Linked DNA regions of Mus musculus: regions 1, 2 and 4 are each linked to region 3. The links are chromatin contacts, called in public Micro-C and promoter capture Hi-C maps. All regions are on one chromosome and are shown on one strand. The core of a region is the stretch at or near the end of the contact, and the rest is flanking DNA. Distances in the headings are between cores, read along the strand shown.

The links. Promoter capture Hi-C pulls out the DNA fragments that hold promoters and counts their contacts. Hi-C and Micro-C count contacts between places; a contact is called where the count stands out from the background.
Region 1: a promoter capture Hi-C map of pre-B cells shows a contact between it and region 3, with 4 times the contacts expected there. The contact joins the promoter of Zfp335 here to the promoter of Dpm1 in region 3. A contact is called at or near these places in 1 of 39 promoter capture datasets (pre-B cells) and 2 of 484 Hi-C or Micro-C datasets (CD4 T cells and the G1E-ER4 cell line).
Region 2: a contact with region 3 is called in a promoter capture Hi-C map of liver, with 4 times the contacts expected there. The contact joins the promoter of Rtf2 here to the promoter of Dpm1 in region 3.
Region 4: a Micro-C map of the G1E-ER4 cell line shows a contact between it and region 3, with 5 times the contacts expected there. The contact joins the promoter of Aurka here to the promoter of Dpm1 in region 3. A contact is called at or near these places in 4 of 484 Hi-C or Micro-C datasets (all in the G1E-ER4 cell line).

Annotation. Positions count from the first base shown.
Region 1 is chr2:164,910,329-164,913,678 of GRCm38.p6, reverse strand. Zfp335 (zinc finger protein 335) reads left to right here and starts at 1,929. Exons shown (of 28, transcript NM_199027.2): 1 at 1,929-2,162; 2 at 2,807-3,057. The coding sequence starts at 2,857. It overlaps Zfp335os (zinc finger protein 335, opposite strand), which reads right to left and starts at 2,246. Exons shown (of 2, transcript NR_166490.1): 1 at 1,929-2,246.
Region 2 is chr2:172,439,092-172,442,468 of GRCm38.p6, reverse strand. Rtf2 (replication termination factor 2) reads right to left here and starts at 1,891. Exons shown (of 9, transcript NM_025542.2): 1 at 1,730-1,891. The coding sequence starts at 1,798.
Region 3 is chr2:168,228,601-168,231,894 of GRCm38.p6, reverse strand. Dpm1 (dolichol-phosphate (beta-D) mannosyltransferase 1) reads left to right here and starts at 1,516. Exons shown (of 9, transcript NM_010072.4): 1 at 1,516-1,702. The coding sequence starts at 1,542. It overlaps Mocs3 (molybdenum cofactor synthesis 3), which reads right to left and starts at 1,273. Exons shown (of 1, transcript NM_001160330.1): 1 at 1-1,273. The coding sequence starts at 1,260. Gm20716 (predicted gene 20716) reads left to right here and starts at 1,516. Exons shown (of 12, transcript NR_132310.1): 1 at 1,516-1,702.
Region 4 is chr2:172,368,920-172,372,048 of GRCm38.p6, reverse strand. It overlaps Aurka (aurora kinase A), which reads left to right and starts at 1,479. Exons shown (of 9, transcript NM_001291185.1): 1 at 1,479-1,576; 2 at 3,017-3,063. The coding sequence starts at 3,022. Cstf1 (cleavage stimulation factor, 3' pre-RNA, subunit 1) reads right to left here and starts at 1,046. Exons shown (of 6, transcript NM_024199.2): 1 at 1,022-1,046.

The DNA.
Region 1 (3,350 bases), core at 680-3,179, 3.3 Mb after region 3:
CCCAAGCCAACAGAGGCAGGAAGCAGAGGGTGAGCAAACAAAACCAGCAGCCCTGAGAACCTGAGCCACAGCTGCCTCTCTTGGCCCCGCCCCTTTCTGTTCTATGGTGAAGCTGCTAGTGTCTCTCTAGACCAGGATCTTCTGGAATCCTGTCCCCTGGTTAGGGCTGGACTTCAGCTGGGCTGGCTGAAGATGTGATGGCTATGAGCTCAGTGCGACCACCCCTGGATGTCCTGGCCTAAGTGACCTTGTCAAGAGACAGAAGGCATCCAGTAGGATACAGGAAGGATATAAAGAAGTTGTTAAAACCAACCCGCCATGAAGCTAGCCCAAATGTAGGTCTCAAGGATTGTTCTAGAGGCCTGATAATGCTGGGTGGGAAGGAGGTACAGTGAGGATGGGCCTCCTCCACAGGCCTCTTGGTCTATTTCTATCAAAGAGGAAACACGAGGAAGGGAGAACTTTCTGTGACAAGAGCGTAGGAGCCCTTGTGTCCAGGTGCTAGTGATAACTCAAAGCCACTTGTCCTTTTCACTGAATTCATTTTTCTTCTCCTCTTTTTTTTTTGTTTGTTTATTTTTTGAGACAGGGTTTCTCTGTGTAGCCCTGGCTGTCCTGGAACTCACTCAGTAGATCAGGCTGGCCTCGAACTCAGAAATCCGCCTGCCTCTGCCTCCCAAGTGCTGGGATTAAAGGAGTGTGCCATCACCGCCCCGCTTTTTTTTTTTTTTTTTTTTTTTTTAGTACACGGTTTTTGTGTCCTGAAACTAACTCTGTAGACCAGGCTGGCTTTGAACTCACAGAGATCCACCCGTTTCTGCCTTTCCATTTCTGGGTTTAAAGGTGTGTGCCACCACTCCCTGGCTCTTTCCATTTCCTTTTCTTTCTCTCTTTTTTTTTTCTTTTCTTCTTCTCTTCTCTTTTCTGTTTTGAGATATGGTCTCGCTATGTAGACCTGGCTGTTCCGGAACTATGTAGAGCAGACTGGCCTCAAACTCACAGAAATCCGCCTGCCTCTGCCTCCCAAGTGTTAGGACTCAAAGGCGTGCAGCACCAGGGCCCGGCTTTAAGCATGTATTTATTGTTATGTCTGTAAGTGCACACATGACACTAAGAGCGCGTGGAGGTGGGTGGACAGCCTGGAAGAGACGGTTCTCTCCTTTTACCATGTGGTTTCTGGGAAAAACTTACTACATAGCTCCAGCTGGTCTATGTAAGTCAAGTGAGGTTAGCCTGCCTCTCCGGAGTGCTAGATTAAAAGCATGAGCCACCACCACACTGGGCCCAAGGACTGTAGACTTCTAAAAATACCTAACACTGCCTGCGTGCGTGCATGCGCGTCTATGAGCGCGTGTGTATGCTAGGAATAGGACGCAGGGCCTCGTGTTTGCCACTGAGCTAATTCCCCAACTTCTAAACACACCTACACTGATCAGAGGACAGCTGGGTGTCTGGCCCTCCAGTCCTAGTAAGAAATACAGCTGCGAAGTGCACCGTGGCCTAAGCATTAACTCTTCTTCAAACATCCCTGACCTCTGCCATTACCCGATCCCCCAAGTCGCCTTAGTTGTGATTCCTGACCAGCCTTTCCTGTCCTCAAACCTCGGTTTTGCCATCTGTACTACGGCACAGCAAGCCCAACCCGGGAGAACCCGATCTGGCTCGAGTGGAGCTTTAAGCTACAGGTGAAAAACCAGGAAAATGACTGACGTTCCCTCCCCTCTGGACACCTCTAAACCATCCCAGGTCGCGACGGTTCTCTAAGCGACCCCTGGAGGTGTGGCTAGACGCTGGGGGCCACACCCACGAGAGCCGGGCGCCTCCGCCGCGCCTTGTCCGGCGAGTCCGGGCTGGGACCTGCGTGACGTCATGCCACTTCCCGTGTAGCCCTCCGCCACACGAAAAAGTAGTCCCCGTACCCAGCTGACCTCAGCCCTAACACCGGGCAGCATGTGACTTCTAGAGTCCTCCTGGACCCGACGACGGCTCTGAGTCCTCCGAGAGGCCTTCTGAAACCCCGCAGATCTCTCTCTCCCGGGGGGACGGCGGCGGAAGTAGTTCCGGTTCGAGGGCGGCCGATGGGTTCCTCCGCGACGGGGGTGAGAGGATGGCGACCTCGTCGATGCCGGAGTCGGAGAGCGACACAGCAGCCAGAGGCTCAGGTTAGCGGCAGCCGGAGGCGGGCTGCCCCTCCGCACACTGCCGTGCACCGGGGCCCTGCCGCGAGGCTGCCGGGTGGCGGACTCCCGGGCCGGCGGGGCTGTCCGAACAGGGCCCCGGGGTCCCAGGCCCTTTAGCCGCTCTCGCATTTGCCTGAGCGGAAACCCAGCGCCGCCACAAGATGGCGCCGGGCCTGGAGCTCAGGCAGCGCCGGGGACAGCCCCGAGACACCAGGCCCCGCGACCGTCGCTGTCAGCCCCCTCCGCAGGGGAGTCCGGGGAGGGGGAGTGAACCACTGACCCCGGGGGCCTGCGGGCTGTACCACCGGCTCCTCATCCGAGGGGACACGGGGGCCGGAGCGCCGGGCCGCTGTGTCCGCCCAGGGTCGATTCATGCCTCTGGGAGGAGCAAGGAGCCGTGATCACCCACCGGGACCACCCTTCTTCCCAAAGGGTCCTAGCCTGAGAGGCCAGGCGTCCCTATTCTTTTCTGGAAGGTTCCCTTTCCAGGAAACCCCGTCCCATCTAGTCCGATGCTCAGTCTTTGCATCTGCAGAATGGGCACACCGGTGCATCTGGGTGGGTTCTGCTTGGCCGGGCCCGAAAGGTGGACCACTTGTTGCAACCATGGTCGTATCGCCCAGCAGAGTGAAAGCCTCAAACCCCGCGCTTCGCTGTCAGTCGGTCCCCAGAACCAATGGAGGAGAACGAGGTGGAGAGCAGTAGCGACGCGGCCCCTCGGCCCGGCCAGCCTGAGGAGCCTTCTGAGAGCGGCCTGGGTGTGTGCACCTCGGAAGCTGTGTCCGCGGACAGCAGCGACGCTGCGACCGTCCCAGGATTAACGGAGGCTGACGACTCTGGCGTCGGGCAGAGCTCGGACGGTGGCAACCACTCTGTGGTATGGATCAGTGTGGATGGTGTGGGCAGGGGGACCGTCAGCAAAGCCTACTTGTAGAAAATAACTGTTTTTGAGGCAGACGCCAAGCCATGCCATGCCAAACTGCTGTGGTCGGTTTTGACAAGTCCCATGGCTAAGAGACATACTTAAACCACTTGTTTCCAGAATCTTCAGAAAGGGAAACTGAGGCAGAGCGTGCTTGCTATCGACAGAGCCAGAATTATCCATGGTCTTACCCAGAGCCCTCAGGCTCCATGAGCCCGGTTCAAATGTTGATCCATCTCAGTTATCTT
Region 2 (3,377 bases), core at 642-3,141, 4.2 Mb before region 3:
TGGGTGTGGTTGGCTGTTTTTTGCCAACTCTTCCATTACTCCATGTCAGCCCTGGGCACAAGACAACAACAGTAAGATGAATACTTTATGCACACTTGAATGTGACATGTTGGCCTGGTCCGAGGGCACTCTGTCCTCAGACTTTCAACATATGCTCAGTGGATGTCTATAATGTGCAGAAACATCTTATAGACTGCAGAGCTAAGACATGCAAGGATCCCAGAGCACATGGGAGAGAGAGATACATAGTCGATAACCACAGAGGCAGGGATCATAGAAAAAAAAAAAAAAAAAAAAAGGAAAGCAGCAGAGGGGGCGGGCCTAAAGAGTGACTGCAGCTGACTGTGGTGAAGGCTGGGTGGACAAATGAGGGGAAAGAGCCAAGCAGCACACACTGTAACCAGCACTCCGGGGGCTGGGGCAAGCCTGGGCTACCTCACAGCAAGACCTTGCTTCAAGTGGCCCCTCCCCCCCAAGTCATGATGTCACTATGAGTGAGGAATGTTCAGGACGCTGGGGCAAGGTCTATGGTATCTAGAACAGAGTGAAAGAGCTAAAGAGGGGCAGAAGAGAGGGCAAAAAGACAAGCAGAGGTTTGTTCACACAGGACCCAATGGAGTTTATTAGGGATGTGTCAGGAAGTTATGCAGTGTCTTAAGTACAACACTGGATGGGATTCACCTCCCATCCCAAAGTTCTCTGAATGTTGGATCAGGAAACATGATCCTCCCCGTGCTGGGAACTGTATCGGGGGCATTCTCTCCCCGTGCTGGGAACTGTATCGGGGGCATTCTGTGCCTTCTATTATTAAACAGTCATCATCAACACTAGCTTTGAAATGCACATAAATGGATGGGGACAGTGGTTCATGACTCTAGGCCACGTCAGTGGTGTTAACTAACTTTGCGGCATTCAATTTCCCATCCATTAAGTACACACTTTGCTCAATGTCTTGTAAGATTTACAGAATGCCCACGCATTTATTCAAAAATATTCACTGTGGCAGAAACTGTGCTAGTTCTGGAAGAAAAACAGTGCACAGAGTTCACCAGGAGGAGCTTGCAGTCACGTGACCATCAGCTGGGCTCAACCACCAATTCAGAGTGCTAAGAGCTGATAATTAGTTTAAGAAGGGTGTGACTTCACAAAGGGGAATGGTTTGGGGAGACTTTAATACACAAAGCTCAGGCTGGAGAGATGGCTCCGTGGTTAAGCCTGTGTACTGCTCTTCCAAAGGATCCGCGTTTGGTTCTAACAGCCAAGATTAATGGCTCACAAAAACCTGTAGCTCTAGCTCCCGGGCGTCCGATGCTTTCTTCTGGCCTCCTTGGATACCACACTCACACACAAAACATTTTTAAAAAAAGTATTATTCAAATACCAAGGCCTGTTGGCCAACACCTTTAATCCCAGTGCTCAGCAGGCAGAGGTGGGAGTCCCAGCCAGCCAGGGCCACACTGTGAGAGCCTTTCACAAAAACACACAAAGTCCATAAATAGCATCTATCACCGTGATCGTCGCTAGCTACAGATACGTTCCAGTCCTGGCTGGGCCACTAACTAGCTCTCCAGTCTCCGTCCCGTTCAACGTTAATGTTTCAAATCAACACAGCGTCTGTGGGGAGGATCCCAGTCTAACCGTACTGTTCAGTGCCTGCAAACAGTAAACCCTCCACAAGCGCTGTGACCACCGTTCATCCCGAGCCCCGCAGCCCGCAGTCCCCACTGACCTTCTCGACCTTCTTCGGCCCCTTCACCAGCTCGTGCCTCTTGGGGATGGTGCCTCCGTCGCAACCCATCCCAAAGCCGAAATCAGAAACCGTAGCAAAAACCAGAAGCCTTAGCAAAGACGAGAAGCCGTCGCTTCCGGGGTCTCTGGCGAAACCCTACCTACTTCCGGCGCTCCTTGATGACGCACACAACCAGCGCGCCGCGAAAGGGGCGGGGTCGCCGCGCGAGGCCTTGGTCCACACCAATTGTCTTGAAAATCTTGTCCGGGAGTTGGGCGTGGTTTCAGGGCGACGTGCTGGAGCATCCTTGGAGTGCGTCCACTTCCGGTCGTGGGCGGTCCCTGTTTTTTCCTCTGTGGTTCCGTAAGCTTGGGCCTGAGGGAGGACGGGAGAACATTTGTCGGGGTTGTCCCGAGGTCTGCGTCTCTGGCATTTTTGCAGACCAGTAGTGCTGTAAGTCTAAGGAGGAGATGGCCGGAATCTGTCTTCTCAGCTACCTCTCATGTATTTTAAATCCAGACTTAGAAAAGAAAAGACGTTGTGGGTGCTAGAGGGATGGCTCAGTGGTTAAGATCACTGACTGCTCTTCAGAAGTTCTGAGTTCCATTCCCAGCAACCACATGGTGGCTCACAACCATCTATAATGATATCTGATGCCCTCTTCTGGTGTGTTTGAAGACAGCTACAGTGTACTCAAATACATAAAATTAAAAAAAAAAAAAAAAAAAAGACGTGGTGGGTGGGCCTGCTTGTGCGCTACCTAACTGCAGATGCCTGTCGAGGCCTGAAGAGGGTGTTCTATCTTCCTGGGACTGGAGTTGATATGGTTGTGAGCTGCTGGGGTTCTGGGAATCCATCCTGTGCTTACTCAAAGAACAGCAAGCATTCTTAGCCACTGAGCGCCTCTCCACCCTGTATCCAGATGTATTTTGGGCAGAAGCTAGGGCTACAGTGTCTCCAACAAGCTTAGAGTAGCCACTCATCCCATTGTACCAGCTACAGAGATTAGTGCAGACAGAGAAAGGGGAGGGTGATCATATTGGGAAGAGAACAAATAAGGGGTTCAGTGACCCCCTAGTCTGCCTTTGGGGTACTAACATGAGCTGTAGGCCCAGAGGAACAACAGGGGCAAATGGTATGCATAAGTGAGCAGTCCTGGGATAAGTATGGCCTCCTTCATTTCTGTGTCTACACCAGTCCTGCAAGGTGGCCATTCTGAAGCCCACACTGCTTAAAGTGACCAGATAGTCTCAGATGACCATCTTTTCTGCCTTTTCACCCTCACTTAGGGGAGTGCTGTGTCCTCTGGGACTCCAATGCTCCTGGGATCCTAGGTGGTTGCAGGCCTAAGAAGTGACTTACTGTGCCTTCAGCTTTATGACACTAAACACCCTCAACTTGTCGATGGCTCTTTCAAGGGAGAGAGTCACACGTAGGTGTCTTAACAGTAGTTCTGCATCTGATTTTGTGGCTTCTGAAATTTCATAGCTCAAAGGATGCAACTTGCCACAAAATGCAGAGATCAATCAAAGGTTAAAGCCAGGTGGTGGTGGCGCACGCCTTTAATCCCAGCACTTGGGAGGCAGAGACAGGCGGATTTCTGAGTCTGAGGCCAGCCTGGTCTACAGAGTGAGTTCCAGGACAGCCA
Region 3 (3,294 bases), core at 267-2,766:
TTTCTGGGAGTCGTTTCCCAGTTTGCAAATCACATACACCGGGAGAGCAACCCCTTCCTGCGACTCCTGCTTCCCTTTCCGGAGGGCAGCCCCTAAGAGTTTCAGGCTGTCCGCATCCCTGCGTTCCAACTGACTCAAAGGGATGTGGAGAGAGTGCGGCAGGCGACAGATGTCCACCTCTACTTGAGGCCGGACGTCCAGCAACACATGGGGCGCCCCGGAATCCAGAAGCCGCTTGTAGTCGGTCACAGAAATCCGCTCCTCGGGGCACAGCAGCTTCAGGGCGCGGCACTTGTCGGTGGCCGAGGAGCCGCAGAAGGCCTCGTAGTCCTGCAGGCGGGTCACGGTGGGCTGCTGCCCGCACACGACGCAGTCAGGCCGGCGGCGCCGCAGCCGGATCCGGCGGAAGTGGCCCCCGAGGCCGTCGAAGAGCAGCATGCTGCCGCTGTAGGAGGAGCCGAGGCCGGCGGCGATCTTGAGCACCTCGAGGGCCTGCGCGCAGCCTAGCACGCCGGGCACCGCTCCGAGCACGCCGCCGTCTGCACAGTTGGTCACTGTCTCCGGCGGGGGCGGCCGCGGGAACACGCAGCGGTAGCACGGCCCGCCGTCGTGGTGGTAGACGGTCATCTGGCCCTCGAAGCGCAGCGCGCTGGCCGACACTAGCGGCCGGCCGGCCAGCACGCACGCGTCGTTCACCAGGTAGCGCGTGGGCACGTTGTCGCAGCAGTCTGCCACCACGTCGTAGCCGCGGACCAGGTCGAGCGCCCAGTCCTCGGCGAGCGCGCGCGGGTACGCCACGCACTCCACCGCCGAGTTGAGACGGCGCAGCGCCGCGGCCGCCGAGCGAGCCTTGCTCTCGCCGGCCTGCGCCTCCCCGTGCAGGACCTGGCGGGCCAGGTTGCTCGTCTCCACCACGTCGTGGTCCACCAGCCCCAGCCTGCCTACGCCGGCCGCCGCCAGGTACTGCGCCAGCGGGCAGCCCAGCCCGCCGCAGCCCACCACGAGCACCGCCGCCGCCGCCAGGCGCAGCTGCCCGCGCACGCCCAGCTCCGGCAGCAGTAGCTGGCGGCTGTAGCGGAGGATCTCGTCCCGCGACAGCGCGGCCCGGGGCGCCAGCGGCGGCGGCGGGACCCGGAGCGGACGCTCGGGCTCCGGCTCGGCTGTCAGGGCCGCGGCCAGCCTCCGCTTGAGCGAAGCTAGCTCTTCCTCCCGCCGGGTGATTTCAGCCTGTAAGGCAGCTACGTCCTCCGGGGCAGCCATGACAGCCTCTTCCGGAAAGAGCCGGGAAGGGACTTCCGTTTCCGGTTGCCTGTCTCTTAGCGACTGGAAAACGAAGACGCTTCCTGGCCCTTGAAAGTGAAACGAATGGGTTTTTATCCGGGGAAGCCGTCACGATTGGCTTGAAACGGTCACCATATCTGGAAGTTTCCCGGGGACCACACTGGGACGTCGGAGCGCCGAGCCTCCCCCATGCTCCGAGATTTGGTACGGCCCGTGTCGGATGACGTAAGTCCGCTTCCGGCGCCTCTCGCAGAGCCGTCATGGCTTCCACGGGGGCGAGTCGCAGTCTTGCTGCGTCTCCGCGGCCGCCGCAGGGCCGCTCCTCGCGACAGGACAAGTACTCGGTGCTGTTGCCCACCTACAACGAACGGGAGAACCTGCCGCTCATCGTGTGGCTGCTGGTGAAGAGCTTCTCCGAGAGGTAGAAGGGGCTTCTCGCGCGGGGGCCGGGAGCCGGCCGCGGGCTGCAGGTCGGCGGTTGGCTGCGCGAGGAGACCCCCGGAGGCCCGGTCTCCGCTCCCTCCCGAGCCTGCTCGCGGCTTTCCCCAGCGGGGAGAACCGAGGAGCACAGCCCCGCGTCTTTCTCCTTCCTGCTCAGGTCTCTAGCGAGTCCGGTGTCTATCTGTTGACAGATCGCGCTGGCCTGCGTCCCCGGCCTGTTCTCTCTAAAGGGCTAACTTAACTTCTTTTTGACTTCGGGGCGAGGAGGTATGACCTCATACCTCTGGGCGGTCAGGATCCGCCGCCGGAGCCGGGAGTCCCGAGCCAGCGTTCTCCCCATCGCCTTGGGGCCGAGCGCTTACGTAAGCTTGTTGTTTGCGCTGTCAGAGAACTGCTGATGAGCTGGCAGGGAGCGAGCATCTTCGCCGAGTTTGATTAGGAACCCGGGCTTATTTGTGTGTTGTTTTGAAAAACACGGGGCCTTTCGCTTTGTTAGGCAGAGCCCTAGCTCTTAGGAACAAGAATTTTGATAGTGAAAGTGTTACGCATTTAAGAAAAAAAAAAAAAGGTCTCCGAACTAAACAGTAAATAAAATGCCTCCTGATGGCAGTGGCAGGACGGAGTCAGTACTTTACGGCCAGATGAGTGTCATGCTGTGATGATCATGGGCGATCTTTTACTGTCAACCTACAGAACGGGATTTTGCAGGAGTAGGATGGCGTAGCAGTGCGCTGTTTTAGACAGTGCGTCAGAAGAACACAGATTGTTTCCAGAGCTTTTTGTTTGTTGGTTGGCTTTTGCTTCTCAAACGACAATGAGGACGCTGTGCCCATATTTTCTAATAGCAAGAAAAAAATACTTGATCCCAAGCTATGCACTACAAGGGATACGTTTGCAAACGAGTTGTACCAAGTCCGAGGGCAGCTAGGGCTATATTAGCAGCCTCTGTCTCAGAAAAACAAAATACTTGGTACATAGTTCCTCTTTCTAGAAAGCACAACCTTACCGTACTGATTTGTAAAAGCCTTAGTCTGCATGGTTTGATTGGTTGAGGCAAGGTCAAAACTATGTAGCCCTGACTGGCCTGGAATTCAGATGCTGGTCTCTGCCTTCCAGGTGCTGAGATTAAAGGCGTGCACCACCACCACCACCACCCGGTTTAGGATTGCTGTTTTGGTTGCATCTGAATAAAAATCAGTTTCTATATGGTGGCCCTGTGATGTGTGGTGCGAGCATCCTTTTTCTTTATGTTTTATTTTTATTTTTTTAAGATTTATTTATTTTGTGTGAGCACACTGTAGTTCTCTTCAGACACACCAGAAGAGGACACCAGATCCCATTACAAATGGCTGTGAGCCACCATGTGGTTGCTGGGAATTGAACGCAGGACCTCTAGAAGAGCAGTTAGTGCTCTGAGCCATCTCTCCAGCCCAGGTTTTATCTTTAAATTGGCTCTGCCAGATTTTTCCAGATGTTTTAATGAGCTCTAGTTTTATATGCTAGTGTCTCTGCTCTGTTTAATTTATGAGTCCAACACCCCCGTCCCTAACCTTGGCACTCTACTTCCTTGCT
Region 4 (3,129 bases), core at 230-2,729, 4.1 Mb before region 3:
GAGACATCAAGCAAGAAGGTAGCCTGGAGAAACAGCCAAGAGTTACAATGCTTGCTGACAGACACCCCGGGCTCAGTTTTAAACCAAATGACTAGCAAGGCCACACAGCATAGTACTGACCAGAGTTCTTAACAATAATAACACCATGCAGGTCCTACTGGCAGATGCGGTGCCAAGCACCTAATTAGCATCCAATCACTAAACGAAGCTATTCAATATATTCGTGTTCATTAGAAAGAAATGGGGGCTGGAAAGATGGCTCAGTGGTTAAGAGCACTGTCTGCTCTTCCAAAGGACCTGGGTTCAATTCCCATGGCGGCTTACAACTGTCTCTAACTCCAGTTCCAAGGGGCCTGCCACCTAGACACCAATGCATGTAAAATAAAGCTAAATAAGTTTTTTTTTAAAAAGAAAGAAATGAATACAAATCTACCCCTGCATAAGATATTGGGACACAACAGAGGGTGAAATGTGTTCTAAGAATCTAGGGCACCCGTTCAAGTTAAGCCCTCCCCTTCCCCTCAAAGTTGAGGGGGAGCCTGCACACTCCAGAGCCCAGAACTTAACCATTTGACCTATCATCTTTACTCCTGTCAGGAAACATCTGGGGTTGTATCACGACATTTAAAGAAAACGGGGGTGGGAGAAGGAGGTTGAGCCTTTACTTAACTCCCCGCTTAACTTCCAATGGGACACAGATAACTTATATCCTTCCCGGAGGGGACACCGAGGCACGAGACCGGAGGAGCTCGCCCCCGGAAAGCTAACACCGGGGAATGCAGGGGGCCCAAAGCGAAGCCGCGCGACCACTTCTGCTCAGGGCGGAATTCCGGCTTGGACCCACCGGGACCGAGGCCCTTTGAGAGCCGGGGTGCAGGCCGGGCCGGCCAACTCTAGGACACGGACTTGGGGCGAGCGGCCTCCTGCCATCCTCTCCGTTAGCCCCGGTCCTTCACGTGATCCACTACAGACCCTAGCCAACCACACTAGCCCGCTTCCTTACGCCCCCTTGACCCCGTACCCGCAGATCAGGGTCTCGGTCTCCCGCTCTCTTCTAGAAAAATGGAGGAGCGAATCGTGCCCGATCGATCGCTCGGAGTGCACACCCAGTGCGCACGTGCAAAGGGCATGCAGCCGAGCGCCGAGCATCCCTGCTCCCTCGCAAGTCTGCCCTTCTCGCCATCTTACTCACTGGCACGTTCGAGACGCTCATTCACCGTCTCCGAACTAATCACCTCCGCGACTGCCTTGAATCCAAAGGGCTGTGTGTGACTGGCGAACGCCTGATCCTGGGGAGCACGGCGGGCGATAGAACGGCCGCAGATCGGACGGGCCGTTGGTGCACCACTTCCGGGCTCCGACAGCTCAGTGCGCCTGCGCCCAGCTACGGCAGGGAACGAGCTTCCCATAGTCGCGTTTACGGTGAGCCAATCACAGAACGGCATTGCTCCGGCTCTAGCCAATCAGCTCTTGGAGTAGAGGGTTTGACTCCTATTTTAAAAGGAGAACCTTTGAATTGTAACGGCTGAGCTACCGGGATCGCTTGGAGGCTTCGGTCGGGAGCAGGTTCCTGCCTGTGAGTTGGAAAGGGACATGGCTGTTGAGGGCGAGCCTGGATGCTGCAAACGGATAGGGAAGGCTGTGTGGCGTCGGGGTAATGGACTGTCTCAGTGGGTTTGCATTCTGTTTAAGAAAGGTCCAGACGTTTAAGATTTCCCGGCTTGGTTTTAGGTTCTTGTGGGAATGGGGATCCAGACCATCAGCTAACCGAGTAATTTGCAAACCGATGGTGGATGCGGGAACTGCGGCTTATTGGGGACTGCTTCGGGTGGAGAATCAGAGTCTAAGTCGACTCGACGAGTCTGTGGATGAACGGGAGTTCCCTCGTAGAGTGCCCAGGACTGGTGCTGCTCTTCCCGCAGCCTTCTGAGCAGTTTATGTCGGGACTACTTGAGGGTCTGTTTCAAAGCGCAGACCCGCTAAAGCTCAGTTTGTAGAATATTCCAGAAGTTTTAGGATTGAACACTGCCTTCGTGGTGGCCGCCGCTGTTTATTCCAACAGTAAGGTGGTGGAGGCAGGATCAAGTCAAAGGTCATCCTCAGCTACACAGTAGGTCCGAAAAACCAGCCTAAATTACATCCACATACGTCCCTACCTCAACACCTCCATCCCCACCACACACACACACACACACACACACACACACACACACACACCTAAATGTGTGGTTGCTTACATCAGCAGTCTGAGGCAGGAGGTTAGCCTTCGATTTAAGGCCAGCCACAGCTAATAAGTGAGAGCCTGTCTGGGGATGTAGTTCAGTTAGTAGGGTGCTTGCCTAGCCAGCCCTGGATTCCATTCCCAGCACTTGGAACCCCGAGGATGGTGATGACCTCTGTGGTCCTAGCACTGCGGAACTGCAGGCGGGAGGATCAGGAGTTCAGAGTAATCCTCCACCGTATAGCATGCTCAAGGCCAGCCTGGGATCCATGGAACTCTTGTCTCTACCACAAACATAAAGGTTAGGTGTGGTCTTGCATTCTTTTAATCCCAGCCTTTTGGAGGCAGAGGGAGGAACTCGGTGAGTTCAAGGCCAGCTTGGTCTACCTACATAATGAGTTCCAGAACAGCCAGGACTACCCAGGGAGACCCTGTCTCAAAAAAAAAATCCAAACCTAACAAACAAATCCTGGCTCCACTGCAAATACAGGAAATAGAAACCTCTTAGGGATAAGACCCTGGTGTAGCTATTATGGGAAAGCTAAACTGCAGGGCTGGTTATTAACCTTGGTCTGGGGCCCAGGAGTGTGAGGTAGCTGCAACTGCAGTCCTTTGCTCAGGGCTTCTGCCTCCTGCCTAGCTTCCCTGATCTGAAAAGGGGAACCCTGTGGCATGTGCAACTTTCTTGTAGTAAATCTTTGAGCTGAGTGAGAACCATCAAGGTCATTTGGTGTAGATCCGAAGGTGAAGGACTTGGACTCCTCCTAAAAGAAAGGCTCTTGTTTCCTTTTTCAGGTGACATGGACAGATGTAAAGAAAACTGTGTCTCCAGGCCTGTTAAGGTACAGAATTACCTGTATTTACAATTTCGGCTTTTAAAAGATTTATTTCTGCCGGGCGTGGTGGCG